Linked DNA regions of Danio rerio: region 2 is linked to region 1. Evidence: chromatin contacts called from public Micro-C data. All regions are on one chromosome and are shown on one strand. The core of a region is the stretch at or near the end of the contact, and the rest is flanking DNA. Distances in the headings are between cores, read along the strand shown.

The links. Hi-C and Micro-C count contacts between places; a contact is called where the count stands out from the background.
Region 2: a Micro-C map of caudal fin shows a contact between it and region 1, with 4 times the contacts expected there. The contact joins the promoter of tomm40l here to the promoter of usf2 in region 1. A contact is called at or near these places in 2 of 18 Hi-C or Micro-C datasets (caudal fin and hematopoietic stem cells).

What each region holds. Positions count from the first base shown.
Region 1 is chr19:11,654,499-11,659,567 of GRCz12tu, forward strand. It overlaps usf2 (upstream transcription factor 2, c-fos interacting), which reads left to right and starts at 1,516. Exons shown (of 11, transcript NM_001122785.1): 1 at 1,516-1,984; 2 at 3,307-3,350; 3 at 3,452-3,573. The coding sequence starts at 1,947.
Region 2 is chr19:11,927,372-11,932,269 of GRCz12tu, forward strand. tomm40l (translocase of outer mitochondrial membrane 40 homolog, like) reads left to right here and starts at 1,925. Exons shown (of 10, transcript NM_212959.1): 1 at 1,925-1,951; 2 at 2,430-2,635; 3 at 4,671-4,738; 4 at 4,842-4,898. The coding sequence starts at 2,431. All of the region lies in intron 4 of si:dkey-3n22.9, which reads right to left.

The DNA.
Region 1 (5,069 bases), core at 266-2,765:
TGTATGTTCACTCTCGGCTGTATCTTTAGAGCAACCAAGCCGTAACAATTGTCAGATCAAACATGTGAAAGACCACTTAATATATGCTGATAGTATCTGAATTACTATTCTTTGAAAATGGAGTATTAAAGCCTACAAAAATCAAACTAAATTTACATAATTCTAACACTTTTTCCTTATAAATACAATACACTTACAAACGAAAATTGTTTCATTAAAGAAAATATGGAGTTATGTGACATGATGTACTCTCAATACAATTATTGTTTGACCACAATCATCATGATAAAAGATGTGTATTAGGCGGACAAAAAGACTAATGGGTTTTATAATAGTGGCATAAAAGATTTTGCTTAACACACTTTTTTTGTTGTATTGTTTTGTCAATAGCTGTAAAAGTATTAAAAGACAATTAATCATCAGTTTAAAGTGTTGGGTGTGTAAAATATGAGAATGGATAACATTAACAACTTTCTCACAAGTCCTCTTAATTCTCAGAAGTGAAGATGGAGTTAATAGTGAGAGGACATGCTGGAACAACAGTTGATTGTTGGTGGTAAATTGATGAAGTTCTGGAATTTGAGTTGTTATTGCTGCACTTCGACTCTCAATAGCAGTTAGCCTAATTTATGGAATGTTTACTTACGTTACCTTAAATAATAACTGATCAAACTATAGCTACATAAAACACTGCAAAACTGAAAAAACCCTCAAACGAGACATTTAGTGTTGATGTCAAACAGCTCAAATTTGCCATGCAGCACAGCCTCGTGGCAACAGCACTGCAAGTTCAGGAAAACAAAGAACAGCGCTTTTACTACCGACAACAATCTTATATTTATTTGTGGACCCATCACACAAATGTATATCGACTCAATAAATATTTCAGATCTTTAATGGTGGTCCGTTTATTGATGTCAAATAAGAATAAACGTCTATTTCCTATCCGTTGCTCTTGCATTCGTGTCATGTGGTTTGACCGAAAACCAGGATTGGATCGCGGGGGTCACCTGAGAAAAATCACCACTCGTCATATTCACGATTCCTTGGCTTGTGCTGATGTGACAGAGGGGAAAATTAAATGTACATCTTTAATGTTATGTACATGACATGAAGTTTGACGTGGACAGGTTCTTAACCAAGGTGCAAATACAAGGTAAGTTCACGGACTTATTAAATGCGATTTAAAATTATCACGTCATTCGTCATGAAACTCACGAGGTTGCAATAGCAATAGGCTAGTAGTTAGATATAGTACTTGTAGCTTCCATAAACTTAAGTTTGAAGTTTCACCCGTTTAAAGTGCATGTCAATTTATATTAACGTTACTCGTTATTTGTTTCTACACACTGCCAACGAAATACAAACGGTTTTAGGATACATAAACAATCATTCACGTGTTGTCTCGTGTCTAAAATGTTTTACCGTTCTTTTAATTCAACATAACCCACACTTTGTTTGTAATAACGTATTCCACTCCATATCTTATTAACGGCAGCGCTAAAATGTGGCCGCATTGAGAACGTTTGCGGATGGATACGCGAGGACTTACAGCCATACAGCGCAGTTACGAAATAACCAGAAAATTAGATTTCAGAGTACCACAAGTCAAACAAAGCAATTTTAAACGGTAGTAGGGTTAAGCCGGGATTGTAAAAGTCAGAAAAGAATCTGCTAGCGACTCAACAGGTCGAGAGCTCGTCGGGAGAGAAGGGCGGGAGGGAGTAGTATACGCAACAAAGCCGCGCAGTGAACGCAGCAGTAACCGGTACACCTTCCGTCTTCCTCCACAGCGGTCTCCATTTTAACTCCTCGCCCAGCCTGCACCTCACGTGTCCTGGACTGTCTTTCTCACATGACCCGTGTGTTTGTCCCCGTGATCAGCGCTTCCATCTCCCGTATTTCAAGTGTCGCTGAATATCGCATTTTAAAATCCGTTCGCCTTCATGGATATGCTCGATCAGAGCTTGGACACCTCGACGAGGTGAGAGCGCGTCCTTTATGTACGGCCACCCTCAAGGCCCAAGTCAACCATTTTCTGCTCTGTATTTTATCGCGGGACAGTTAGCATCATCTTTTAAGTTTATTTTCGGACTTTTGTTAACTTTTGTGCATGCAGACAACACAGTAAGTCAAACGTAAGGTACGCATAACACTAAGGAAAACAACAAATCGCAGGCGGTTTTACAATGATAGTCGACATATTTATATGACTATTAGCCCGATTGCTAATTTGGTGTTTTTTGCCGATCTTTGGCCACTATAGATACAAAATGTCATGCCGGTGTGTGTTTATTTATCCGAAATGCATGAAAATGTACAGTTTCTTAATTGTAAAAGATGTTAACTGATATTTTATGGATAAATGTAGTTAGTGTTCGGTGCTCTCGGCACTAAAGCCTGTCTGCAGTTTAACGTTAATGCATCAAATTCCCTTCAGCCTACAATCCAACGCCAGTGTTTTCATCCAGAGGCTTTATATGAATTCAGAAGTTTTTTAAAATATATAATCATGTGGTGTTTATTTGGCAACAGTGCTTATTCGATAAAACGTTATTTATTAGTGTTGGTTTTTGTAAAGCACTTCAAAAATTAACAGTTGGTTGGTGATGTGAAGGGGGCGTTCACCTTTTAACGTATTCACCAAGTAGACCAATCTTGCTAATTTATATTAAATATTTGGAACATTTTACTTAATCCATTTATATTTTTAAATGATTTAAACTACACCTTACTTGCTAGTATTAAGACTGAAAACTGTACGAGTGTGATGTCTGAAGCATTATGAATCTTTATGTGAGTCGGATCTTTTCAGTGACTCACTTGAACCGGTTTTTGCGATGCTGCCTCAAGATTAGTCCTTTTTAATTGTTATTCCTCCGTCTATTGAGACAGAATGCTATGAATTTGAACATTCTTTCGAGTTTAAAATAAAATTCAATCGCAGTTTGGCAGAAAACCTTCTTCATATAAATTATAACCTTTAGATTTTGATGCAAAACAAAACCTTTTAGAGATAAATTGAAATAAATTTAGCTTTTGTTTTCTATAAATACATATTATATATTCAGATATCCGAGAACTAAAATTAATAGTATTACAATAAATACAAAACATTATTAAATCTTTTAAATCAGTGTTTCAAGCAAACTATATAACTATACTATATAAATTAATATATCACAAAACTGCCTCAATTCTATTTACTTGGATGTGGCAAAAGCCCATATGATTTTTTTTCTGTGTTTTCATTAAGATGAGAGAAGTTTCTTAATGTGACCTAAAACATTTGCTCTCTTCTTGCAGTCACGAGAAACAGGAAACTGAGGAGGTTGTTCAGCTACAGGACGGTTAGTAAAAACACGCAGCTCTAAATAGTGTACATATTCAGTAAATGTTTTACAAAAAAGATTCACATTTTTCATGAAGTAATTTCTGGTGTATTTCTCAGGAGAGGGGGTCGGGGCTGAGGAGCAGACAGCGGTTACTATAGCGAGTGTCCAGCAAGCAGCAGCAGCGTTTACAGACCACAATGTTCAGTACCAGTTCCGGACAGAGAACAGTGGAGGACAGGTCAGTGCGACCTTTGACCTTTTCAGGGTTCACATTCAGGTCACTCTGTAATAAAACATGTCTCGTAGTATAATGTCCCAGTAATTGGTCATATGGAAATGCTTTTATGTCCTTTTACCCATGTTTTAGCCTTTTGTAAATACTATTCGAGGTATTTATTAATATTTCTGTAAATAGCTTTTTGTTTTATGTCTTTTCAGTTTTAGGTTTTATTAGTAATTTTTAAATTGTATTCAGTCTTCTTTTCCAATAAAATTTTTGTTGTAGCAATAATATTTCATCTAAAGCCCAGCTCACACTGTGAGATTTCAGCCATGATTTTGTCATCTGAGACAAATTTGGGAAATCCTAAAAGATTCCTGAAATCCAGGGCTAAAATCGTGATCTTTGATTGTTGGTTTGACATGTTCACTGACAGCCGCTTAGTGCCTGTTGCGGTCAGATTTTTCCTCCGATGAAGTTCTGGCAGTGTCACAACAGTGTTACAACTGCTAGGATGAGCGTCAATCCCAGAACCAATAGGAGCTCCGAATTTGATGATGCGATTCATGCGACAATTTAAATGTTTATTTTTCTTCCTGAGTTTATTATTGAGACATGCCGTCTGCAAAATTGCTGCTACAGATTGTTTATATTTGCTGTGCTGAATCATTTTAAAACGCAGGATAGTGAAAGTGTCGCGGGTGGATGACGTTAAACTCCGGTAGTGTTTTTTTTTTTTGTGTCTTCATTGTCGTTCAGTCTGACCTTATAACAGCTGAGATCTTACAGTGTGACATGGGAGCCATATTTGTGCAGTCTGACATGCTACAATCTTTAAGGATTATAAAAAAAAATGCACAGTGTGAGCCGGCCTTTAGCTAAATAGTAGTCAACATTTGGAGTGGATCAAAAAAGTGGTTCAAAATTGTGCCAAGAATGGGTGTTGTTCAATTGTTTATTTTGAAAAGTATTACTCCACTTTAAACGTGAACTTTATTTACTCATTAGCACATAATCATTCACACCAGCATCGTAATTGAATGTGTACATGTATAAAATGCATTATTAAACAGCCTGTATTTATTTCATATCGTTCATTCCTAGTTTTATTGTAAATGAAGGATTAATCTGCACACGTTTACACATTTTGGCAGTAGGGAAAGTTATTACACTGTTATTACACTGAGATGTTACTGAGACTTTACTAGGACCTAGACTTTACTTAGACACTACTTAGATGTTCTAAAAGTGCATTATAGGGATTCTTATCAAAAAATGTTTTAGTATTTCACACCCCCTGTTCATTATGTAAACAGTATCTAATTTATAAAAATTTTACACGGTAATTTATACTAAAATCATGCTAATTCATACTAATTCATGCAAAATATATGTTGATAACATGCTAATTTACACTAATATCTATCTATTTATTTTCCAAAGTTTACCTCTCCCTACTTTTCAAGCTTTTTCAATCTATCCATACTTTTTCAAATTGTTTCAAAGTAAAAATG
Region 2 (4,898 bases), core at 675-3,174, 270 kb after region 1:
CAAAAAACTAATTCAAGGGACAAAACAATTATGAAATCATTGTTATTGTCGGTAATTTTTATTATTTTGAATTATTTCATTATGATCAATATTTTTACTAGGAAACTATTGTTTCTAACTATTGTTTCCTAAATATTTACTATGACTTATAAAATATACTGTAGTTTAGGACTGCACGATATGGAAAATACTTACATTGCGATATTTTTGTTTTGTTTTTTTGCGATTTATATTGCGATATTTCACCAAATGATTTAAATAACTTGATTTAGAAATAAATAATACACTATAAAACCCAACAGTCAGGTTTATCAAATGAAATGAGTGTAGTAACTCAAAATTGACAAAGTTAATTCTACTCATTTGAAAAGAGCTTTGAACAGTGTTGAAGGTAATGAGTTAATTAAATTCCTCATTACTTCAACTTAAATGGAGCAAGTTCACAGTACCCATATAGATTAGTTTTTTTACTTAAATGGTTTGTTGCAATCGTTTTCTTCAGGCGGTTTGAGTTGCCTCATCTTATTGAGTTTTACAGTACTCTTTTGGTTTGAGTTCTCTTCATTTATTGGGTTTTACTGTGCTCAAATTGCTTCATTTACTCAAATGGATTAAGTTCACAATACTCATTAGGATTAGTTTTTTAACTTACATGGTTTGTTGCAATCGGTTTCCTCAAATGGTTTGATTTACCTTAACTTTATGAGTTTTACAGTGTACTATAATATTCTTTGGGATGATTTTGTAGAGTGCATTTGCAGAAAAAGATCATTAACAAGTTACCAGCATAGATAAATAAAGTAGAGCAACGATATAGATAAACACTACTCAGGTACAGAAATAAAATAATCAAATGTACAATAAAGTTGTATAATCTTCATTGTGTAAATAATTAAATTAATCTTTGTTAAAGCTAATCCAGATTGCAGATCCTGCTTTGAGACTATTGTGCTATAAAAATGCTAAAACGTTATTTTGTGCAGCCCAACTGTGGCAACTGTCTATTGCTATTACTCTCACTGTTGATATTAATGAGGTACACACTTTACAATAAAGTCCATTAGTTAACGTTAGTTTATGCTTTAAAATACAAGAGCCATTCATTTGTAACATTTATCACTATTTTACTAAAAATTTAACTGCTCATCGTTAGTTCATGTTAAATCAATGTCAATAAATATATTGACATTTTTAAAATGTTTAATGTTGAAATGAATATTATTAAAGTCAATAACAGATTATGTTTATTGTGTTAACTATTGGGAGTTAACAAATAGAAATCGTTTGTACAGTGCTGTCCTAATTATACATGCCAAATGCAAATATAGACTACTACATGCTTTTTCAGCACTCTTGCTTTTGAAATACAACTGTTCCAGCTTTTACCTCGTCCTGAGTTGTCACTATTGATTTTATGTCATTCAAATGTTTGAATTGAACGATTAAGACCTATTCTGAGCAGTTTGGTTTGTTGGATTCAAAGCGACCTTCAAAGTCTGTTATTTATTTGACCTTCACCCAAATCCTTCTACTTCGTGTCCGCTCTTTCAACCCCGCTTTATTTTGACGTAGTGACTGACAGAAAAACAAACCAATAGCCATTCAGTTTTGGTTCCGTCGAGCTGAGAGTAGGAGGAACGGCATATGAATTCGACTCGTTCACTTGAATCGGTTCTTTCGAAAAGATTATCTGAACGAACTGATTCAAAAACTCGCTAAGTAGTTCTTTTCAAAATTAAAAAGTAAAACTTACATTATATAATGTAAAGATGCTGAAAGATTCACAACGGCCCGGTTCCATTCATTCCGACTCGTAAATGAATAGTTCAGACTGGTTTAATGAACGCATTTGCTGAAAGGATTCGACTCTGAATGATTCATTTCTTTCACAATACATCGATGGACACACGTGGTTCTGTAACCAGGAGACCCGTCCTCTGAGAAGCTCAACGTGAGTTGTCATTGATTCATTCATTGTCATTGAGCTTTTTTTCAAATATATAGCACATCTCCGAGTAATTTCTCTACTAGAAAGGTTCTTATTTGTTCGATCTAAATGGCATTTGTATTGCATACATGTGTAATATCTGGCGAATAACACAAAGCTTGTGGCATTTAGCTTGTGAGCTAATTCATCAATGAACTGTTAGCTGAAGTAACGTTACATATATGTATTTTAAGCTGGATTCTTACCGAAACAGCAGCTTCTAATTGTCTAAAATCTACAAATCCATTATATTTCTTTATTTATTTTTATATAAAATAAGACATTGAATGACTTAAGGTTTTTGCCTAAACATAACATGCACGAACTGTTAATAGTCCACAAATGAAAACAACTGGCCTAACTTCCCTAAGCTGCTTATGATTGTTTCCTATTTCGATTAGATAATCGTGTTTTTAGTCATGTAATTTCTGTCCTGTATCAGAATGGGCAGTGTGTTGGCTGCCAGCGCCCCCAGCCCACCTCCACCAGGGCCGGGTGCCCCAGGTTTGGTATCGGTGCCTCCGGGATTTACGATGCCCCCCGTCTCACCGGTCTCTGCCCCGAGCAGCTCTCCAACCGGGCAACAGGACACCGAGCCTCCCCTTCCAAACCCCGGAGGATTTGAAGAGTGCCATCGCAAATGCAAAGGTAAATATTATTACTTTATCATTAAATAAAGACAGAGATTATAAACATACCTAATTAATCGGGTATCTAACGTTAACTGTACAATTTAAGTTTTGTATCGTGTACTGCATTGTTGTCAAATGGTGCAATAATAAATACTGAAGTTATAATAATAAATTGTCGGCATAAATACTTTTATTTTGGGTTTATGAAAGAAACCAACACTCATACAGAGCCATTTTTCCATAGGGAATTTTAAAACTCTTTTTAAACCATTATAATTAAAAAACAAACCAACCATCTACGAGACTAATTTCAACATAACAAAATTTTATTTGAAGCACAAAAAATATGAAAATATGACTAATCTTTTTATTTCTTGAACCTAACTGTTGCATCCCGCACATTTACGTTACATTATAAATTTTAAAATAAATGAAAATAGAAATTATTTCTATATTCGTCTATTTGTGTTACAAATGCATCTTTAGTCAGCCTAAAGCCCTGGTCAGATCACATGAATTTGTCATGATTTCGGCACAATTTCCTTGAGTTACGGCCCATTCACATAGGGCGTCGGCGTAAACGCTTCCCATTTACTTTGAATAGGTGACGTCAAGCAGTGCCCAACTGAATTGTGGGTCTGTCGGTGCTGCTTCAGTGGCATTGCTCACTGCAGAAGTTGGGACTTTTTCAACTTTTCAAGCACAAACAGAAGCGCCAGCCAATCAGATTGCTGTATGCAAATACACCAGCTGAGACATAGCCGATTGCTGACTAATTTTATTGGCTGATGCTGATATGATGACCACATCACCTGCAACTTCATCGGTCATCGGACACACCATTGGTCAAGCATTGACGCTGAAACCCCGAGTGAATCAGGCATTAGGTTGACGTGGGGATTTGTAAACCACAAATGGCTGTTGTGACACAAGATTTAATCGTTTCTTCTTGTTTAATGTGGCATAGTTCACGACAACTGATATAATGCCTGCAACGCCTCAGGACACCATCACAGAAAAGCTAGCATGTTTAATTTTTTTCTCGTTCTTCAAAACGAGTTGAGCACCTAATTTCTCGGTTATCTCAGCGGCCGCTGCCGTTAATGCGCCAGTCAGGTAATTTAAAAAATAAGCTGCATATTAACTTATGGGTGGGTCACGGGTGGATAAGATCAATCATTGGTTATGCAAACTTTAACTACCTTTTCTAAGATATTAAAGTGTCACAAAAGGGCATATATGCAGACATCTCCATTCTTACAACAAGTTTCTGAGTTCTCTTATCCTTCCAACAGAGTTTGTTCTTCTGAGGTAATCTGGGAATATGTTCAGTGCTGCGAATACATTGCAAAAGCATTTCTTGCTTATTCAAATTTGTTATTAATAGTGAAAACAGCTTTATATAGGCTTCTTTAAAAAAAAACTGTTACTATTTCACTTTAATTTTATTTGAGGCTAGATCAGGGATGGGAAAACTTGATCCTCGAGGGCCGGTGTCCCAGCAGAGTTTTGTTCCAACTCTAATCAAACACACCTGCTTGTAGATTTCTAGTGATCTTGAAGACACTGATCAGCTGGTTCAGGTGTGTTTGATTAGTGTTGGAGCTAAACTGTGCAGGACACCGGCCCTCCAGGACCGAGTTTGCCCATCCCTGGGCTAGATTATTATTTTACTTAACTAACCAACACAATCTCATGGCAATTCGTGTTTTGACGCATATAGCAGACTTGTTTTGAAGCGCTTCACCTCAAATGTTATTTTTTTGGTTTACTGTTCCAAAATATTTTTTTATGTTTCTCAAATTAAAATACAATGTGCACAATAGGAGAAAATGTTTTGTTTTTCACCCAGACATTTAGAAATAATATATTTAAGAGCAGTAATCTCAATACCATGATATCGTGAAACCATGATATTTATATCCAAGGTTATCATACCGTCAAAATCTTAAAACAGCCCATGCCTAGATCTCACCGGGGCTGAAGACACATTTTTAACTTGTTTTTTTATGCCAGATTCATGTTTTATCAAACTAATGTCTGTCCCTCAGAGGTTTTTCCAGTGCAGATGGAGGGTGTCAGACTAACAGTGAACAAGGGCTTGAGCAATCACTTCCAGGTTAGTCCACTGAACATGTCTTGGGCCATGATGTTGTAGCAAGCCTTTACAATTGTGTCAGTTTTCCCTAGCATTACCATAATCATCTTGTTATACTTTATAGGTGAACCACACGGTGTTGTTAAGCACTCAAGCAGATTCCAGCTACAGATTTGGAGCG